Linked DNA regions of Sus scrofa: region 1 is linked to region 2. The links are chromatin contacts, called in public HiChIP or PLAC-seq maps. All regions are on one chromosome and are shown on one strand. The core of a region is the stretch at or near the end of the contact, and the rest is flanking DNA. Distances in the headings are between cores, read along the strand shown. Region 1 overlaps TRDMT1 (tRNA aspartic acid methyltransferase 1). Region 2 overlaps CUBN (cubilin).

Region 1 (2,811 bases), core at 19-2,518, 320 kb before region 2:
TAATAAGTATAGAGAGCAAGAAAAATACTGCAGGATACTAGATTCTGGGATCTTCATTTGAGGATAAGTCATAAATGAAAAAGTTTAGGGGAAGGGAATTAAGTTAACATTTTATATTCTATCAGAAGATGGCATGTTTTTTTTTGCTTTTTTTTCTTTTCTAAAATTTCACATTTGAGAGAGAGACGGTCAGTAATTTGGTCTCTAAGAGAAAGGATTGAAATGTAAGAATATGCTTGACTTCTAAGTGCTTATTTCCATAATGATATTAAACTTCAATTCCTTATTTTTAAGCAGTACCCATGTACAATATATATAATACAAGCATGAAAAAAAAAAAAAGAGAATAAGAAAGGTCTTTGATTATTCCTTGTTGAATGCTTCTTTTTATAGCAAGCCTGTCAGCATTAAAGACACTATTTCTCCTATGATGAACCAACTCAGCAGAAGTATTTAATACTGGTGTGCATTGTTATTTTTCAAATAATAAGAAATTGTGTTTTTCTCCCAAGTTCATGTGAAAAAATTCACACACACATTGCTCATGAAGCCATAATCTGTATACAATAAACTGCACTCATTTTAAGTTTGTAGTTGGAGTTCGATCAATATATAAAACTGTGTAACGCAACCGAGACACAGAACATACATCATCCTAGAATATTCCTTAGTGCCTTGTTTTGGTCAGTCTCTGACCTCAACCAACCCCAAGCAACCACTGGTCTGCTTTCTGTCATTACAGATTAAATTTTCCATTTTTAATATACTGTAAATAAAAACATGAGTGTAATTTTTTTGAGTGTATCTTCTTTCATTTAATGTATTATTTTTTCATTTACCCATATTGTTGTATATATTAGCAGTCTGCTTTTTATTATTCAGTGATAATATATGCAGTGGCATATTCATACTATAGTATGTGTATCCATTCACATGATCTTTGACATTTAGATTGTTTTCAATTTTTGACTGTTCTAAAAGTTGCTGTGCAGATTCATGCACAAGTTTTAGTGTGGACTTTTGTTTTTATTTCTTCTGGATAAATACCTAGGAGTGGAATTGCTGGATCATTTGGTAAACTTATTTATTAAAAAAGGGCCAACTCTTGTCCATAGCTTTCATACTATTTTACAATCAATGTTTAAGTGTTGCAGTTGTTTCATATCCTTACCAACAGTTACTCTTGTCAGTCTTTTACTTTTTAGCTGCTCTTGATTTGCACTTCCCTCATGACTAATAATGCTGAGTGTTTTCTCATGTGCTCATTGGCCATTTTCATGTCTTCTGTGATGAAATTTCTTTCACAATGTTAAATTATTTGGTATGTTTGTGCTGTTATTTAGTTTTAAGAGTGGTTTAAGTTTTTGGGATTCAAGTTATTTGTCAGAAATATGTATAACAATATTTTCTCCAATTCTGTCACTTGTCTTCATTTCTTTAACTGTATTCAACAAAATGTAGAAGTTACTTGCCTTTTTTTTTTTTTTTTTTTATGGGACACTTTTTTGTGCGTCTTAAGAAATCTTTGTTTACCCCATTTCCCCCTGTTTTCTTCTAGAAAGGTTATGGTTTTGGCTTTTATATTTAAGCTTATGACCCATTTAAAGTTACTTTTTGTATGTAGTCTGAGGTAGAGGTCATTTTTTTTTCCCAAGTGCATATAAAACTGTCCTAACACCATTTTCTGAAAAGACTATTCTTTCCTCAATTTCCTTGTTATCTTTATAAGAAAAAATAGATCATGTATGTATGGATGTGTATATTTCTCTACAGTAGTACCTATACACTTACCCTTATAGCAATAACATACTCTTGATTATGTAGGTTTATAGTATGTATTAAATTCAGGTAGCTTAAGTTCTCAAAGTTCTGATTTTCTTTTTCAAGATTTTTTTTTGCTACATTAATGTGTAAATTTCTGAATCAGCTTGCCAGTTTCTACAAAAAATATATATTTTGATTGGTTTTGGAAGAACTGATATCCTCATAAAAGAGCGTCTTCCAATCCATGAACATAGTATCTCTCATTACTAATTTAGTTATTAATTCTTTAATTTGTATCAGGTTTATTTTGTAATATGTAGTGTATGCATCTTGCACATTTTTGTTAATTTATTCCTAAATATTTGTGGGTTTTGCTTATTGTAAGTGATAACTTTTAAAAATTTATTTTCCAATTATTTGTTGCCGGCATATAGAAATACACTTATTTTTACTTATTGACCTAGTATGCTGAGACTTTGCTATATTGACTTAATAGTTCTGGTAGTTTAATATTTATTTTTAGGATTTTTTAACATATACAATTATACTGACTGAGAAAAAAGAGTTTTAAGTTTTGGCTACATGCTGCAAATTTTCATGTGTTGTACATTCATTTTCGTTCAGTTCAAAATGTTTTCTAACTTCTCTTCTGATTTCTTCTTTGTCCATGTGTTATACATATGGTTTTAAAATTTCCAATATTTAGTAATTTTTAAGATTCTTCTCTATTATCGATTTCTCATTTTTGTTTTATTGGGGCCATACTGTGTATGATTTCAATTATTTTAAATTGGTTGAGATTTGTGTGATGGCCCAGAATTCAGTCTGTCTAGTGAATGCTCTGGGTGCTTTTGGAAGAATGTACATTCTGTTCTTATTGAGTGGGATGTTCTTTAAATATCAATTAGGTCCAGTTGTTTGATAGTATTGGCACTTTTTCGGTATCCTTACTGAGTTTTTTGATCAGTTGCTGAGAGAAGGGTGTTGTAATATCCAAGCACCGTTGTAAATGTATCTGTTTCTTCTCCTTTTGCTTCATTTGATCCA
Region 2 (2,961 bases), core at 76-2,575:
CTCAGATCTGGCATTGCTGTGGCTATAGTGTTGGCCGGGGCTTCAGCTCCAATGGGACCCCTAGCCTGGGAACCTCCATATGCCCCATTGCAGCCCATTTTCATGAAATGCCCTGGGACTACTGATGCATACATAAAGTGCTTTCAGTAATACCAAAATAATGCAAAATAAATTAAAAGTTACTGAGAATTCTCTTTATCCTAAGTTGTTTATATGTCACATTGCTCTTTAATTTGTGACTGTCACTACTGATTAGCTGCTGATACTACTTTTCTTTCAGTAAATTACCTTTCGTTTAGTATTTTAGTTTTATGCTTCCCAAATATGACCAGAATAACTACATATTCTGAGTTAAATTAAGCTGAGTCTCAAATTAGGATATCCAAAATGAGTCACATTGAGTGAAATTATTAAAAACAAACAAAACATCACTCAGATTACAAGCGCCATTAAGTTTCTTTTCTCTTGCGCAACATAAATACTTTAAAAGTGGTGAATGTTTAAGTTTTTGTAGAATAATAAAGGCAATTTACTTTTTTAGCAAAAAAAAAGAATATGTTCATGTGAAATTTAGTTGAACTTTTTAAAGGAATTCACTTCTTTAGGGCAGTTGCAAACTGCAGCTTTGAACTTTACAGCAAGATGCAGGCAACTAAAGCCTTATGGAGCTTCCGTGTCCCTAAGGCACCAGCTTTCAATGCGTGTGTGTTCTGTTTCCTGTGCTTCATCGAGCTTCCTTCAACTACAGCCTGAAGCCTTAATGGGTTCCCTGGAGAACAGGAAAATGCTTGAAGTCAGGCGGATCCTTATCTGAAAGTACAGCTAGCCACCCACCATCTGTCCAAGTAGTGGTTGTCCAGAGATGGTTAGAGATCCTATCCAGAAGACCTGCATAAAATGTCAGCCCCCTGTAATGTCAGCAGCGGAAATGTCAGTTCCCAAGATAATTATTTGGAAATGTATCTGACTGCACTGAAGCCTTCAAGATGTTTTCTCTTAGATAATACAGCTAATTCTTATGGTCAGATTCATTCCAGCTTGAACTTCACTTGGAAGGTTAATCATTGGAGAGAAATCCTTTAGGATTCAATTACTGATTTTTAATTAGGTCGATCTGGACCCAAATATATGCTACGGGTATATATTTCCAATATGTCTTTCACCAACCATTTGCTTTCTCTAAAGCCATCCCTCTTTCGTAGGAAGTGTTTCTGATTCGGTGTGAGGGTTAGAGTGATATTTGCTCTCTGTCTGGCACGGGGAGTGTTGCACAGAGCGCTTCTGACACAGCAGGCTGGTGGATACGGAGCGCTTCTGACACAGCCGGCTGATGGATGGGAGTTCACTGGATGGTAGAACAATGTGGGATAACGAGGAAGATGATAGACTGGTGGTGCTAAAGAACACGTCAATGCTAAGGTCATACACTCGCTCAAAAACAGGAATTTTAAAATACCATATAGTAAACAAGTATAGGAAACCATTTCATCGTCTGAGTCCTCCCTTGTTCTTCCCGTATATCCTGCCATTGTTGAAATATAGAAATTGTGATGTGGCAAGAGCATTTGTTGGCAAAGAACTCTTCTTTGATGAATATTCATCTTTATATTCCCCCAAAGACACACGCTGTGGGAGGAGCAGGAGCACAGAGCAGTTGTGCCATGTTTCCATTTCCAAGTGGGTGAATCAGAGCAATTATAACCATTTTCCGTGCCACACAGACACCGAAAGATGTTTATCATATAATATCCATATAGAATGTGAATTGTATTATCCACTCATAATGTTATATTTGCTTCAGTTACTTGACTATTTATTCACACAACATTGTATTTACTCATATGATACTGACATAGAACATGAATTGTCTAATTCCCGCCGTAATGTTCTATTACTTCAGTACTTGCCTATTTCTTCATACAATGCTATATTTACTCATAAAATATTCACAGAATATTAATTGTACAATTTACTCCACAATGCCACATTTATTTCAATTACTTGATATTTATTCATACAATATTATATTTACTCATATAATATTCATATAAAATATGAATTGTATGATTCACTCAATGTTATATTTACTTCAATTACTTCACTGTTTATTCATATAATATTATATTTACTCACATAATATTATTCATAAAGAATATGAATTGTATAATTCCCTCATATAATATTGTATTTACTTCAATTACTTGACTATTTTGGCCAGGATTATCTGATGATAAGTTTAGTTCTCCATTTTCTTTATTCTGTGTGTAGATTTTATGAATTAAGCAATGTGCTCTATTACAGTTTGATAACTCAGAGTAGCTATTTTTGTACTTGTCCGCTATTGCCACACTGATGCTGCATAACGAACCATCCAAAATTCAGTGGCTCATACCACTGAAGCATTATTTTATCACTTACGGGTCAGCAGGCTGGTTTGCCTGCCTGTTCCAGGAGGCAGGCTGACTGTGCCTGGCTCCACCGTACAGACTGCGGTCAGGTCAGCTCTCCACGCAGGTACCCAGGGCGTGAGCTCTTGGTGGATCGAGGGAGCATGAAAGTCCAAGCCCAAAACACAAGCACATTTAAGGCCTCTTCCCACCTCATGACCACAGCCATTCCATTGCGTAGAGCGAGTCGTAGGGTGGAACCTAACATCAAGTGAATGGAAGAATGCACTCAGTCCATGCTCCGGCACTGCTGAGAGAGACTGCAGGGTTAGGAATCATGCAGGCACCACTCAGTCTATGCCAGTGCCCACCAGCATCTGCAGGTTCTTGATCCGGAATTCCCAGAAGCCAGGGTGTCTCTGTCTTAGGACCTCAGTAGCAGCAGTACCAGCCTTATAGAATAAGTCTGTGCAATGGCACTCGCTGTGCCCAATGCATTTGTCATTCTGCCCTTATAAACTTAGTAGCAACAATTAATAAACAAAGGGCGATAAAATATATAGCTTGAATTTTT

What was found. HiChIP or PLAC-seq counts read pairs in DNA pulled down with a chosen protein or histone mark.
Region 1: an H3K27ac HiChIP or PLAC-seq map of alveolar macrophages shows a contact between it and region 2. The contact joins two enhancer-like sites. A contact is called at or near these places in 4 of 47 Hi-C or Micro-C datasets (embryonic fibroblasts, epiblast stem cells, omental adipose tissue and 1 more) and 1 of 2 datasets of contacts at active chromatin or transcription factors (alveolar macrophages).

Annotation. Positions count from the first base shown.
Region 1 is chr10:43,458,633-43,461,443 of Sscrofa11.1, reverse strand. All of the region lies in intron 2 of TRDMT1 (tRNA aspartic acid methyltransferase 1), which reads left to right. Among named protein-coding and RNA genes, the nearest start is that of TRDMT1, 31 kb to the left of the region's middle. Within about 2 kb of position 1,268, at least 1 of the 83 cell types and tissues checked has an H3K27ac peak or open chromatin away from gene starts, as enhancers often do. A contact at or near this core is called in alveolar macrophages, where this site is marked.
Region 2 is chr10:43,133,930-43,136,890 of Sscrofa11.1, reverse strand. All of the region lies in intron 60 of CUBN (cubilin), which reads left to right. Among named protein-coding and RNA genes, the nearest start is that of EPC1, 190 kb to the right of the region's middle. Within about 2 kb of position 1,325, at least 7 of the 83 cell types and tissues checked have an H3K27ac peak or open chromatin away from gene starts, as enhancers often do. A contact at or near this core is called in alveolar macrophages, where this site is marked.